3 separate regions of the Sus scrofa genome follow, and regions 1 and 3 are each linked to region 2. The links are chromatin contacts, called in public Hi-C and promoter capture Hi-C maps. All regions are on one chromosome and are shown on one strand. The core of a region is the stretch at or near the end of the contact, and the rest is flanking DNA. Distances in the headings are between cores, read along the strand shown. Region 1 holds the start of ATXN7L3 (ataxin-7-like protein 3). Region 2 holds the start of GPATCH8 (G patch domain-containing protein 8). Region 3 holds the start of SLC25A39 (solute carrier family 25 member 39).

Region 1 (4,152 bases), core at 575-3,074, 240 kb before region 2:
AGAACATCCAGGGTCACGAGAGTCGCAGCCCCCCGGACTGAGAGCAACTCTCACCAACCAAAGCGCCTGCCAGTTCGCCCTGGCCAAAAATAATGCTTTCTTTGCCATTTTCCCCAGCCTGACTTCGAGTTCTTTCTTCTTCCGGATCCTTGGGCCTTTTCAGCTGGCTATTCCCTTTAAGGAACAAGGCTGACTACCCAAATTCCTCTCCGGTGTGGATGCCAGATATAGCGACGTAGAGACATCAAGAGAAAGAACTAGAGGCACACGTGGGGGAGCCCTCACCTCTAGTTTGCTGTTATCCAGGCCAGACAAAGACATTTCCTCCATTTTCATTTGTAAACTCTTGTGGAGACGGCGCTCTGACTGCTCATAGCACAGCGGGCGGCAACACGGCTGCACACATGGGGGTGGGGGTGTTGTTGTGAGTCCAGGGCACCTCTGAGGTCTGCCACCTCCCCTCCGTACCTCACTGCCCAGAGCTTAACGGTGGCATCAAGATCCACCTCTCCCTAAGGCCAAGGCTCCCTAAGTCTGGATGGTCCTCTGGGGCCTGAAAGCCAAAGGTGGCCTAGTCCTTCCCAGGCCGGAACTCAGGCCCTGGACTCTACTGTCAATCACAGTCTGGGTCTACAGGAGGCAGCAGTTCACCCCAGGTCCCCCAAACTCAAACCCCTTTTCAATACCCATGGTGCAATGCAGCAGGGGGAGGAAAAGGAACTCTAAGGCCTCAAAGCAAACCCACAGGGTGTGGCAAAGAACTGCACAGACTCCTAAATACACTCCCCCCCCTTCCCAAGGCTCTCCTCAGAGTCACCTCTGCTTTCAGCCAGGATGTCCACTTGGGGGGGTACTGCTACCAGAAGTAAGAATGGCCCTAGGACCCTACAACCTTCACCCCACTCCGTCTTCCCTTGAAATAAGCCTGCCACTACAGGAGGGGAGCAGAGCCCACAGAAACCTAGAGCTGAGGGGCATCTCCAGCCGCCCCGAGCAAGAGGAGGCAGAGTCCGGTGGGATGGCATGCCGAGAGTGGGCACTCCCCTTACCTGGTCTTCTTTTAGATAACTACCCTCCCTCCCTCAGGACCAGCCCGGAAGTCTCTCCAAGAGCCCCAAAGTCCAGCAATCCCCACCAAAGGATTCTGAAACAGCGCCCACAGTCCGGGGCCCCTCTGAACGGTGGGTACGAGTTTAAGGAGCTGCCGGCCTAGAGTGGGGTGGGGACTGACAAATGAGCCAGGGGCACTGGGGAGGGTAGGAGGCCGGGCCTCGGCTCTTCCCCCGTCCCTGCGGCACTGCTGCTGCATCATACCGACTGGGGGGAGGAGAGGAGAGGAGAGCCGAGTCGCCGGAGGCCGGCGCCGGTCCGGGACAGACCGACCCCTAGAGAGTGGGCAGAGTGGGACGCGTCCCGGCCCCTCTCCCTCCCCGCCCGCCGACAGCCCCGGCCGGCCGGGGAGAAGAGTCCGGGAGGGTGTCTCTATTGTCCCGGGGGCTGGGGCCTGGCTCCCTAACAAAGGCCCCGCGCCCCCTCCCCGGCCGGCCCTGCCCCGCCCAGGGGGGACCCAGACAGGGGGAGCGCGGGGGGCCCCGGCCGGGCCGGGAAGCCGGGGGAAGCCGGGCGTTTCCGCGTCGGCCCGGGGGGAGGGGAAGGGGCGCTGACCCAGACCTGGGGGGAGGGGCCCAAGCCCCGCCTCGGGCCCCGCCCCCCGCCCCCCGCAGGCCCCTCCCCCGTCCCCGTCTCCGTCCCGTACTCACCCCGCCCGGGGGGCCGCGCCGGGGCCCGGCGGCCTCTCAGGGCCGCGTCCTCCGGCGGCGGCGGCGGCGGCGGCTGCTCCGGAGCCCCATGTCCGTCGGTCCGTCCTCGCCTCTCCCCGGGGCCCAGGGCCCGGGGCCGGGGGGTCGGGCCGCCCCCCGCCTCGCCGCCTCACCGGGCGGCCATGGCCCCTTCCCCTCCCTTCTCGTCCCGTCGCCGCCTCCTCCTCCTCACCTCACCCCGCCCGCGCGCAGTCCGCGCGCCGTCCGCGCGCCCCTCCCCCCGCCCCCCACTCCAGCCCGCCTCTCCCGGGCGGGGGGTGCGGCGCGAGCCCGGAGCGCGCGCGCGTGCCGCGACCGGAGGATGGATGGATGGAGCGAGCGAGAACGCGAGCGTGCGCGCGCGCGCCCCTCTCCCCCTCCCTCCGCGCGGGCGCGAGGCCAAGCGCGAGCGCGCTCCAACCTCCTCCTCTTCCTCCTCCCGCCCCTCCTCAACACCCCGCCCCCGCCCTCCCTTCCTCTTCCTTCTTTCGCTTTCGCGCGCCCAGCGACTGCTCGCGCCTGCTAGAAGGGCCCGAGCGCGTGCATCTGCCCCGCGGCCGCAGCTCGGCAGCATTTGCTCCAGGGGGCGGGGACCGGGCGGGGAGGAGGGGCGCCACGCCGCCGTCCAAAGTACCGGCGGACGGGGACGGGGGCGGGGAGATGGGCGGGGTCTTCTGGAGCACCTCGGCCAATCGCCGCCTCGCGTCGACCCAGCCAGCCCAATAGGATGGCGGTGGGCGGGGCGGCGTTCAAGGTGAGGTGCGCGGTGCGCTGGGGGCGGAGACGTTGTGCCGTCCCGGCCGGCTCCGGGGCGGGGGCAGCGGGTGGCGTCGAAAGAGAGCGCCGGCTCCTAGCCGAGCCTGGGACGCCTTCCGGCCCAGGCTCCCCCGCCCTTCCCTCGGGGCTCCCGGCTCTTTCGCCCCCGCCCAGACTCCCCCCAATCCCGGCTTTTACCCTGAAGCGTGCAGCCACTTGTGTGAAGAGGCCAGAGTTGAAGTGGGACGCAGTTAGTACCTCAGGGCAGAAAACCCGTGGAGCCGAAGGGGCTCGTCCGAGCCTCCGTTCCCCTTGTTTCTGGGCGGTTCTCAGGCCTGAGAACCAACAGACGCCCGAGATGAGGGTCCTCCGCTGAGGGCGGAGGCCGAGCTGTGCCTTTCTGAGCGGAGCGTCCTCCCCGCCCTTATCCTAATTTAGATCCCACACCTGCTCGCCTTTCCTGCTTCCGGAACCCACGCTGGACCCCCATCTCTCCTCTTCACAGCCTGCCGGGCACTAACCAGACCCTTCTTCCGACCCAGTTCTACTCGCCTGGGTGTGCCCGTATCCGCGCTCTCTCACAATCCCTCTTTACCTTCTGGAGCAAAGGGCCTTTCCCAGCCACAGTAGATGGCTAGACTGGCGCTTCCATCTCGGTTATTCTCTTGGTCTGGAGTCTTGGAACGGGTGTATGAGAGCCCTCTTCCCTCAGAAGATAAGATTAAACGAGGGCAGTTTTAAATCATATACTTTAGTCTTCAGCAAGCATTTATTGAAGCAGTAGTCCTAAGCGTAAAGACCAGGAATCATCTGAATGTAAATCTTCGGTGGGTGGTGTTTTTTTTTTTTTTTTTTTTTTGTCTTTTAGGGCCGCCCCCGCGGCACATGGAGGTTCCCAGGCCAGGGGTCCAATCGAACTGTAGCCGCTGGCCTACACCACAGCCACAGAAACTTGGGATCCAAGCCGCTCTGCGACCTACACCACAGCTCACGGCAACGCTGGATCCTTAACCCACTGAGCGAAGCCAGGGATCAAACCCGCATCTTCATAGATCCTAGACTGGCGGCGGGGGGCGGGGGGGGGGTGTCACTAACCGCTGAGCCACGACGGGAACTCCTGAATTTAAATCTTTGGACCTGACAAATGAACTTTAGCAAATGAGCTCTCCGTTGCCTCAGTTTCCTCTCCTGTCACTTTGTGTGATGGTGGTACCTATCTCATTAGATTGTGGTGGGGATTAACAAGTTAGTACATGTGAAACTCTTTTAATGTGTAACTGTTGGGTAAATCTTAGCTGTTACTGATTGGTGCACTGTGAAAATTCTTATGGTGCATCTGTGCTGGGATGCAAAGATACAATAAGACAGTTACACTCCTTCAAGAAGTTCACAATTTGTGGGGTAGACAGACCTGTAGGAAAATAACTGCCAAACAGTGTGTTAAAACAAGAAGATGAGCATAGGGGACCGAGGTGGCGGGGAGGTGAGATCAAATGACGTAAAAAGAGTTGGTCAGGATATCTCGAACAGAAACTTCAGAAGTGAAACATCCTTGGAGTTCCCGTGTAGCTCAGGGGGTTAAGGATCCAACGATGTT
Region 2 (4,186 bases), core at 899-3,398:
AGTACTTTTAAGTATTTTTAAGTAAGTGATTTTCAGAAATGTTAGCACAATTAATAGAAAGTTCTAACATTCTGTAATTATCTAAAAGGTTTTTATTACCAACACCGTATTTACCCACAATACTAGGATGTCTGAATTTAAAAAAACCAACATTTACCTGGCTGACACAATATAGTAGGAATTGGGTATTCCAACTTAAAAGCAATAAATAAAATACATGTAGTATCTTCAAAGAATTACCAAGCAACCAAAAGCAGGTCTCCACTAAAGCAACAGAAAAGAGAATCATTTTACTTGGAAAAAAAAAAAAAATAGAGGTTTTCTCGATTTTTTCAGGTGACCACATTCATACTCTGCTCTCCAGTTTTCAAAAACTGTCAAGGCCCTGCAAATCCTGTTTAAGACTGCTGAAATCCTGTGGCTGACAAACACAAAACTTAATTGTCCATATTATCTATTTTCAATTTTACTAAGTGACCTTCAAATTACCTCCTCTTAAAAGTATTTGAGGGTTTTAGTTGTCACCCGTCTCTTTAAAAACTACCAATAAACCCCACACATCCTGCAGCTTACTCATGTTTTATGGTGCTCCCTAAAAACAAAACCAAACCCACCACCTTTTCCAGAGATCATGTCCCAGGGAAACGGCTAATATGAACTACTTCAAACTTCCCTGGACTTGCATAATATCTTCAAACACCTTGAGATCTTGTGTAGTGCTGCAGCTATACAGCAGGCGCCTGATCACAAGGCTTTTCGACAGCCCCCAGATCCCTTACTGCTGCTGCAAAACTTCTCATTTAGCGTTCTATGCATTAGACTGTTAACAGTGTTGGCTGAACTGCTTTACCTGTTTATTTACCAACCCAATCTTCCCGGGGAATTCAAACCATTTCAAACTGCCTTTTGAAACCAAACTAGAATATCCCCGTGTTGCTGAGAAAGATCTGCAGCGGGATAAAAACTTGAGTTCGGTTGTTCATCCCCAGACCCAAACTGCTGTTGCTGGGATATGCGGTAGTAATGCAGTGGTTTCTTTGAGACTCTGAGGATGTCTTTTACCCTAGAAAGAGCCCATCTCTACCAAATGCCCTTTAGTCGCAGAGATTTCTGCGGTAACAATGCTCAACAGGAAGGTATTCGAAACAGCCGAAAGACGTGTTGTTCTCATTTGGCCTTTATTTTTTCCTCCATAACGCCTGCCATGGCAAGGACATTTTTCCAGACAACATTTGCAACTTTGGAAAGAAAAATCAAGCCTTTGATACTAGTCATCATCTGCTTGTAAAGTCCGTTATCATGACGCTTCTTACAAATCGCTCAAGGTAGGATTTGGGGCTAAGCTTACATCGACCATCTTCCAAGCTGTTTTGCAAGGCCAATTAACGGCCTAATGACAACAACAACATTTCGCCCAGGAAAATCTCATTGTGTGACTAACCAAGAAGGCATCTGATAAATAAAGCCCCTTTTTTCCGGGCAAGGAAATGATAAAATAGACAATGAAAGGGATTTATTTGTTACAGTGAGGAAAGAGGGAGAAGAACCCCAAGAAGAGCCGTACGAGCAAAATCCAGGGGTTCGGGAGCCCTGGTTTCAGCAACACTCGCCCCAAGCCCTCTGACCCCCACCCCACCCCCCCTTTGCCTCTGGGAGCCAACCTAGCGCCCGCACACGCCCGGCACACCCGAGGGCAGCACAGCCCCCCACTCAGCCGCCAGGCTGGGGCTCCCAAAGCCGCAGCCGGAACAGACCGAGGCCGCAAACCCTGCCGCCTGAATTAAGAGGTAAGAATACGAGCTGAGAGGAGATGCGGCCTCGCCTCAAGCTTAGGAGGCCCCTGGAGGAATCGGACGCGGGAGAAAAGGGAGCCGGTTCGGAAGCCGGAGCAGAACGGGGGGGTGGGGGTGGAGAGCTGGGAGCAGGGGATGAGGAGGTTCTGGCGCGGCCAGCGCCTTCCCCGGATCCTCGGCGACGCCCGTGTTTACCTGAAAGTCTCGGTCCTCGTTGAAGCGGGAGAAGCGGTCCGCCATTTTGCCGCCTTCACTCCTCTCAGGACGACGCTCTACGGTTCGCTCCGTCCCTCCCGCGACACCCGCCCCCTCGCTCCCCTCCCCTGTTCCCCGCCTCCTCCCACGCCCACCCGCGCGCGCAGGCGAGGGAGGGAGGGAGCGAGATTGCGCGTCCCGACCCGAGCCCCGCTGGCGCAGGCGCCCTTCTGCCCCAGGGGCGGAACCTCCCCTCACGTCCCCGCTCCGCGCGCGACCCAGAGCGACCCCCGGCGGCCGCGCGTGCGCACTCGCAGCGGAGGCCTGCATGCGCTTCCGGAGAGAAAGGTCAAGAGGGGGCGCCGCTCGCTTGGGTGCGGATGTTTTCCACCTGCTCGTTTCTCCCAGTAGGGAGATGTCTTCTTGCCCTCTTGCTTGCCTAGGAACGCAGAAGCCCATCCTCTGCTTTCTTCACCAAATAAGAGCATAATGTAGTGGCTGAAAGCGCGGATTTTGGACCCAGACTATTAGGTTCGAATCCCGGTTCACTCTGAGGATTGAGTGGCGAACGAGACAGGAAAGATCTCTTCTCTCATAGTGCTTACAGGGAAAACCAGATAAATAATAAAATAATTACATAATTTTAAAAATTAACGAGTGCTACCAAAAAACCAAAAAGGCAACAAGAGCAAAAAACCAGACTGGTCATGAGAAGAACGCCCTCTGAAAAGACCTTTGACCAAGGAACAGAAAGGGGCCCGGCAGCCTTGGAGCACTCAAAGGGCCAATGACTACTAATAACGTGACATTTTCTAACGATCATTAGAGAGAAGTATTTCCCAAGAGACCAAAGTCTATTCAAATCAACTACAGCCCTCTGGGCTTCAGCTTCCATTTAAAAAAAAAAAAAAGGAAATTGAATTCAGTAATCTCTACTGCCCCTGCCTAGCACTGACTTTGTATGAGTTATGAATCAGATTTTTCCATCTTTTGACCTTCCTGAGCACCCCACCCAGCCCTCCAGCTCCCTTAGCCAAAATACATAAAACCATAAGAAAGACAGCTGGACTTGCCTGCTTTTCCAAAGAGTAGCTGATGGAAATCCCACGGTGGAAAAATGACTCTTTCTCTACCTGAGAATCAAAATGAAGGTAATTTTTTGGAAAGAATGTGTGTATCTTCTATTCTTTTGTCACACTTTGCCTCACCCAACTCCTAGTCCAAGAATATAGTTCTAAGCAGTGAAAAGAGCTGCCTCTTTGTATAAGGAGAGGCAGAACACTCAGAATTTAAACATTGTGAAATGACTTGTGCATAAATGTGGCAACCTGAATCCCATGGATACACAAAACACATTTACCTCTTCTCCTCTTAACCCCACTAAAATGACATTTAAAGGATAAAGTCATAGGGAGTTCCCATTGTGGTTCAGTGGGTTAAGAACCCAGCTAGTATCCATGAGGATGTGAGTTCGATCCCTGGCCTTGCTCAATGGGTTAAGGATCCAGCGTTGCTGTGAGCTATGGTGTAGGTTGCAGACCTGGCTCTGATCCCAAGTTGCTGTGGCTTTGGTGTAGGCTAGCAGCTGCAGTGCCAATTCGACCCCTAGCCTGGGAACTTCCATATGCCACAAGTGCAGCAATGAAGAGAAAAGAAAAAAAAAAAAAAAAAAGGACTAGTTACGAGGCAGTTCAAGGGGCTGTTAGACTCTAGTCCCACCCAGGTAGCAAACTGGGAGGGTTCTCCTCTGAAAAGGCTGAACCACAGAGGCATCAACATATGTGTCACAGCTAAGGAGGGAGCCATCATGCTGAAAATGGGAAGATTTGGTAAAAGGCAACCTTCTTGTCAGAGAGCAGGTCTTCTCCTGGCAAGAGACTATAGGATCCCTCTCTGAGAAACTGAATGGCTTAGTGAGAAAAAACATACACATACCAAAACTAGGAGTGAGGAGTGGGGTCTCCTCAAGATAAGATCTTGTTCCTGCCCATGTATCCCATAGAGAAGTCCATCATTCAGGTAGCCCCATCCCATCCACAGAGCTCTCCCACTCAGCTCTTGAATATGCATGGATAGCCAGTGACTACCAGACATTGAAGGAGAGACAGAAATAACTCCCATCAAGAACCAAAATGAAACAACAGGAAAAGGGTTTCCGAAGAGTCAGAGGTAATGGAGGTAGCAAAAAAAAAAAAAAT
Region 3 (4,675 bases), core at 624-3,123, 140 kb before region 2:
TTCAAAACCTCCTGAAGGCACCACCTCCTCAGGGAAGCCCTTCCCAAACCGAACTGGCCAGCCCTACATGCTTCCCACTACTCATTCTTTCCTAGTCTGCTGCCCAACCAATCTGTACCCCTCAGCAAGGCCTACAGGCCCAGCTCAGGGTGCAGCTGCTCCTCACCACGGTGCCAGTGAAGCGAGTGGGGTCCTGAAACCAGGTGGCACAGCGAGTACCATTCGGGCACAGGTACAGGGGCTCTAGGACACCATTGCAGTACAGGAAGCACTTCCCTGTGGATTGGAGAGAGGAGGGCACTGGGGAAGGAGTGGGGGCATCAGGATGACAGGCCTGGAACCCTGCAGGAGGCAGTGCGCTCCCATCCCCATCCCTGGAGGGCCGGCAGAGCCTGGGGTCCATGGGTGGACATTCTTGTGTCAGAGAGAGAGGGGTGGCTGATGGGATCTAGAAGCCAGTGCTAGTCCATAGCTGTGGGGCCCCTGTGAGCCCTGGGCAGACTGGTACACTCCCTCCCCTGGACCCTTACAGGTACCCTGTGGCTTAGGGCACTCACATTTGGCGTAGGAGAGGCTCCAGAGTCTGGATGGAGGCATCAGCTCTAAAATACAAGGCAGTACCCAAGTTGGGAGTGTCCCCTACCTACTCGGAAGCCCCCACCTCTGGGAAATCCTTGGCACCAGCCCCTACCCTACGGGCTCTGGGGTTGGGCACTCACCACTGGCCACCGAGGGGCGCTGAGACTGCAGGCGGACCTTCACCACATCCAGGGGGGTCACTGGGGGAGGAGGGCAGGTCTGAGGACTCCTTGCAGGACCCACCCTGACCCCTCCAATTCCCAGCTGCCCGCCCCTCCGCGACCCTCCCCAATTCTTACTGAAGAGAGAGGTGACCACAGCCCCAGCGCCTGATGCCACCATTTGCTGGAGGGGGCTGATGCCCCCGGGGTCCTGCTCGGCCATCTCGCAGCTTCAGTTCTGGAAAGCAAAGGTCACTCAAACGGAGCATCTACCCACAAAACCAGACTCGGGGGGAGGGGAAAGAAAACAAGGCAGGGGCACTTGGGGACACTACCCGGACCCTCACCCCATCCATCCACTGAGAGTGAGTTTCTCGCAACAACCCATTAAAGCAATTACTGCCAACTCCACTTTGCCATCGGGGAACCTGAGGCTCAGAGAGGTGAAGTGATCTACCCAAGGTCCCTCTGGGGGTCTGGTCTGTAGTCGGGAAGGAAACTGGAAGAGTCGCCCATGGTTTAACGGGCAGTAATGACCCACCGCCATGCCCTTACCCTCCCCACACAGATTTACGGGGCATCTCTTCAGCGTAGGTGCGGGGGGGGGGGTCTGGGGCCTAAAGATCAAAACGCCTGAGCCGCCCCTCTAGGCCCCCCACTCCTGAGCCCCAAGTCACAGGGCATGGAGAGGTGGGGCAGACGAGTGAGGGGAAGAAACACATCTGAGAGCGGCCAAGGGGACTCAGTCCCCCATCTGTTTTCTGGGGACTGCAGGCATGGGTGCCTGGTCCTCTCCCGCACCCATCTTCCCAAGGCCAGAAGCGCCAGGCCCCGGGCCTGGGTGGGAAGAACAGTCTCTCTGCTCTCCCTCCCCCAAATCGGTCGGCCGAGAGTGCGAGAAGTGGGGATCGACGAAAGATAGCTCCTCGTCCCTCGGCGACACTCTCTACCCCGGAGCCGCTCAGAGAGCGCCCGGTGGGGCCGACGAGGTCGGCCCGCGACTCCCGGCCTTCAGCCCATCACCCCCGGGCTCAGCCTCCCCGGGACCCCCTTAGATCCGACTCCCGCCTCCGTCTCCAGCCGAACCCTCAACCCTGGTCCTGCCCACTCACCTGGCTCTTGGCCGGTGCTCGCGCGCCGCGGCGCCCGGGGCCGGGCGGGCCCATAGCGGCTCCGCGGCCGGTGCGGGCTCCGCGAGCCCTCACCGGGCAGCAAGGCCGACTCGGAAAGCGGCGGAGCTCGCCCCGCCCCCGGAACGCGCCGGGAGGCCCCGCCCCCGTGGGCCGACCGGCCGCACGCCCGGAGTGACGCCGGCGCTGCTACTCGTACCAGCTTCGTCCAGGACCAGCGCTGTCTCGGACCCGCGCCACCTGTGCCTCCCCAGTGCCCTGCCGGGCCCACGCGCCAAGGTTGGGGGTCTCGGCGCCGCGTGTGACCTGGCGGCAGTGATACGCTTGACTTCGTATTGTCACCAACACACCTCACCAGCACCCGGGCAGCTTGCTGATCCCTCAAACTTTGCAAACGAGCGTGAGCAACGCACTCTCCGCATCCCCCCATTTTCCTCATCTGCATGGAGGCGGGCTTTTGAATCGGCGATGGCAAAGCATTTAACTACCGGACTCTGCTAAGTTTTTACAACTCAACGGCGACTGTATCAAATGGGGCCGTCCGCACTTAACAGGCAATCCATTGAGACTGAAATTCCAAGACCTCTTGACAAACTGCCGGGTAACACGCGAGCGCGAGCAATAGATTTAGAGAAGCAGTAAGTAACCTGGGCCTGGTAGGCTGGACAGCGATAGAAGGCTGGCCCGGGAGCCGGGAAACCTGGGTTAAACCGGATTCAATCTGGGCTTCGTCCCATCGCCATGTGACCCTGGGCAGGTCACAGCACCGCTCTGTGCCTCGGATTCCTCCTTCGCAAAGGGTGAAGATTGAGTAGGGGTAGGGGACCCACATTTCTTTGTTGCTTACTCTCACAAAACCGATTTCTTCTAAATCTCCGAATATCTAGAAATGGGTTATTATTAACCCCATTTTACAGAAGACGGAATGAGGCTCGAAGAATCCGGTATTAGAACCGGGTAAGTACCTTTTTCCCTGCACCAGGTTGCCTCCCCAGGTGACAGGTGGACATAAATCCTGCGATGCCATCTCTGATCCCGCTTCTCAGGGAGACGCATTTCTTTCCCGACCTTACCCGAGACCACCAGCTGTCTCGCCTCTACAACTTTCCTGTGGTCAGCGGTTATTTGTCCCAACAGAAAAACTAACTCGGAGTGTGAACCTGCGCCTTTAAGAAGGATAGGCCGTGCTTTTGACGTCACCGGCTCCCCCGCCTTGCACCGCCGGGAACGGTCCCATCTGGGCCTGGAGTCACCCAGCCGGCCGGTGCACGCCGGTTTAGCACGTGGATTCCAAGGGGCCAACCATGTGCTTTCCCTGCGAAAGGACGTTCGGGATCTCCACCTCTAGGAAGCCCAAAATGAGCTGATGGGGATAAAAATACTTCCGTTTCACAGAAATTTTGTGAGGATTTAATGATTTAATAGCAGTAAAGTGCTTAGACCCCTGTCTGGCACATGGGAAGCCCTCAATGACTACGACTGTCATTATTATTATTATTATTAATCCCCCCATCACCCCACCCCATGGCACAGAACGTTCTGGAAAGGGTCTTTAGAGCAACCAGGATTCTGATCTTACCTCTGCCTCTAAATACAGGCAGTGGTAGTGATAACTCCTTACACCCTTTTCCTCCCCAGAGCCAAGATGAGCTGCAAAGTAGCCCAGCCAGGAATCCCCCTCGGAGACCTCGGAGCCTGTCTTCCTCACAGTAAATGAGGGACTCGCGCTCCATTTCTGGTTTTCTTCTTGCCATAGGATGCCTTTGAGATTTGTCACTATACCTCAGTTTCTTCAACTGAAAATAAGAATGATGTCACCATCCTGCTCATTTACAGACTCTTAGCTCAAGTGCTATCTGCGAAAAGCTAGGTAGAGTCCACACCCAGAGCGGAGCAGCTCACATTTCCTGCCACCCCCCCACAGGAAAATTCTGTGAGACTGAGAAGACCTTGGGGGATCCTCGGGTAACCAAAGGCCAGTGGTGGCCAGTGCAGTGACAGCCGTCTGGGCCTGCAGGAGAAGTTATCCCCTATTGGAGCTGGGGGAGGCGTCTTCCAAGGGTGACCAGGGCAACTGCAAGGTGGAGCTGGAGCCTTGAGATGTCTGTGAACCTGTGGGGCCCTGCTGAGACTCACCTGCCGTCCTGAGAAGCAAGGCTAGAGGCCACAGGAGGCGGCGCTGTGGCGCTGTCCTGACCGGCTCAGCCACCGTCCACACTGACAGCACACCTAATGGTATCTGGCCTCCTCGCTGGCCTCCTTGTCAGATGGACAAACAAATTCCTCTCCACTGTAGAAGGGAGAAAATTATACCCGCGCCATGGGTTATCTCAGGGAGTGACGTACAAGTCCTTGCCTGGCACTGGGGGAGTGATATAAACAGAAGGTAGTTTATAGTGAGGCTGAATTCTTCCAGGGCAAGCCCCAGCTTGCAGCCCCAGGGCCCAGGAAGACATTTATGGGGCTGAAGTAGGGCTCAGGTCCCTCCCGTGAGTTCAGGGCCAGCACTGTGCCCACCTAGAGGTGACTTCCTGGAGGCAGAGGCCCAGGCTGCCGGCCCGCTGAACCCCAAGAAATCCAAGTACTGAGCCCACAGGTAAATGTCAAGTCCAATCTTTGATTGGGCCCAGGAGGCTGGGAGGAGTGGGAGAGGACTTTATTGGGACAACTGGAGAAAATTGAATAAAGGTTGATATTACTTATCAATGTTAGATTTCTTCTTCTTTTTTTTTTTTTTTTTTTTTTTTTGCTTTTTAGGGCCGCACCCGCAGTATGTGGAGATTCCCAGGCTAGGGATTGAATTGG

What was found. Promoter capture Hi-C pulls out the DNA fragments that hold promoters and counts their contacts. A called contact is a pair of places that touch in the nucleus more often than the background predicts.
Region 1: a contact with region 2 is called in a promoter capture Hi-C map of liver, with 4 times the contacts expected there. The contact joins the promoter of ATXN7L3 here to the promoter of GPATCH8 in region 2. A contact is called at or near these places in 2 of 5 promoter capture datasets (fetal liver and liver), 13 of 47 Hi-C or Micro-C datasets (alveolar macrophages, embryonic fibroblasts, fetal liver and 9 more) and 1 of 2 datasets of contacts at active chromatin or transcription factors (alveolar macrophages).
Region 3: a Hi-C map of liver shows a contact between it and region 2, with 6 times the contacts expected there. The contact joins the promoter of SLC25A39 here to the promoter of GPATCH8 in region 2. A contact is called at or near these places in 7 of 47 Hi-C or Micro-C datasets (embryonic fibroblasts, heart right ventricle, liver and 1 more) and 1 of 2 datasets of contacts at active chromatin or transcription factors (alveolar macrophages).

The regions. Positions count from the first base shown.
Region 1 is chr12:19,009,996-19,014,147 of Sscrofa11.1, reverse strand. ATXN7L3 (ataxin-7-like protein 3) reads right to left here and starts at 1,824. Exons shown (of 13, transcript XM_021066885.1): 1 at 1,761-1,824; 2 at 286-396. The coding sequence starts at 336.
Region 2 is chr12:18,774,466-18,778,651 of Sscrofa11.1, reverse strand. GPATCH8 (G patch domain-containing protein 8) reads right to left here and starts at 2,148. Exons shown (of 8, transcript XM_021066861.1): 1 at 1,989-2,148. The coding sequence starts at 2,033.
Region 3 is chr12:18,912,739-18,917,413 of Sscrofa11.1, reverse strand. It overlaps SLC25A39 (solute carrier family 25 member 39), which reads right to left and starts at 1,873. Exons shown (of 12, transcript NM_001244966.1): 1 at 1,853-1,873; 2 at 879-978; 3 at 720-779; 4 at 558-602; 5 at 167-300. The coding sequence starts at 963.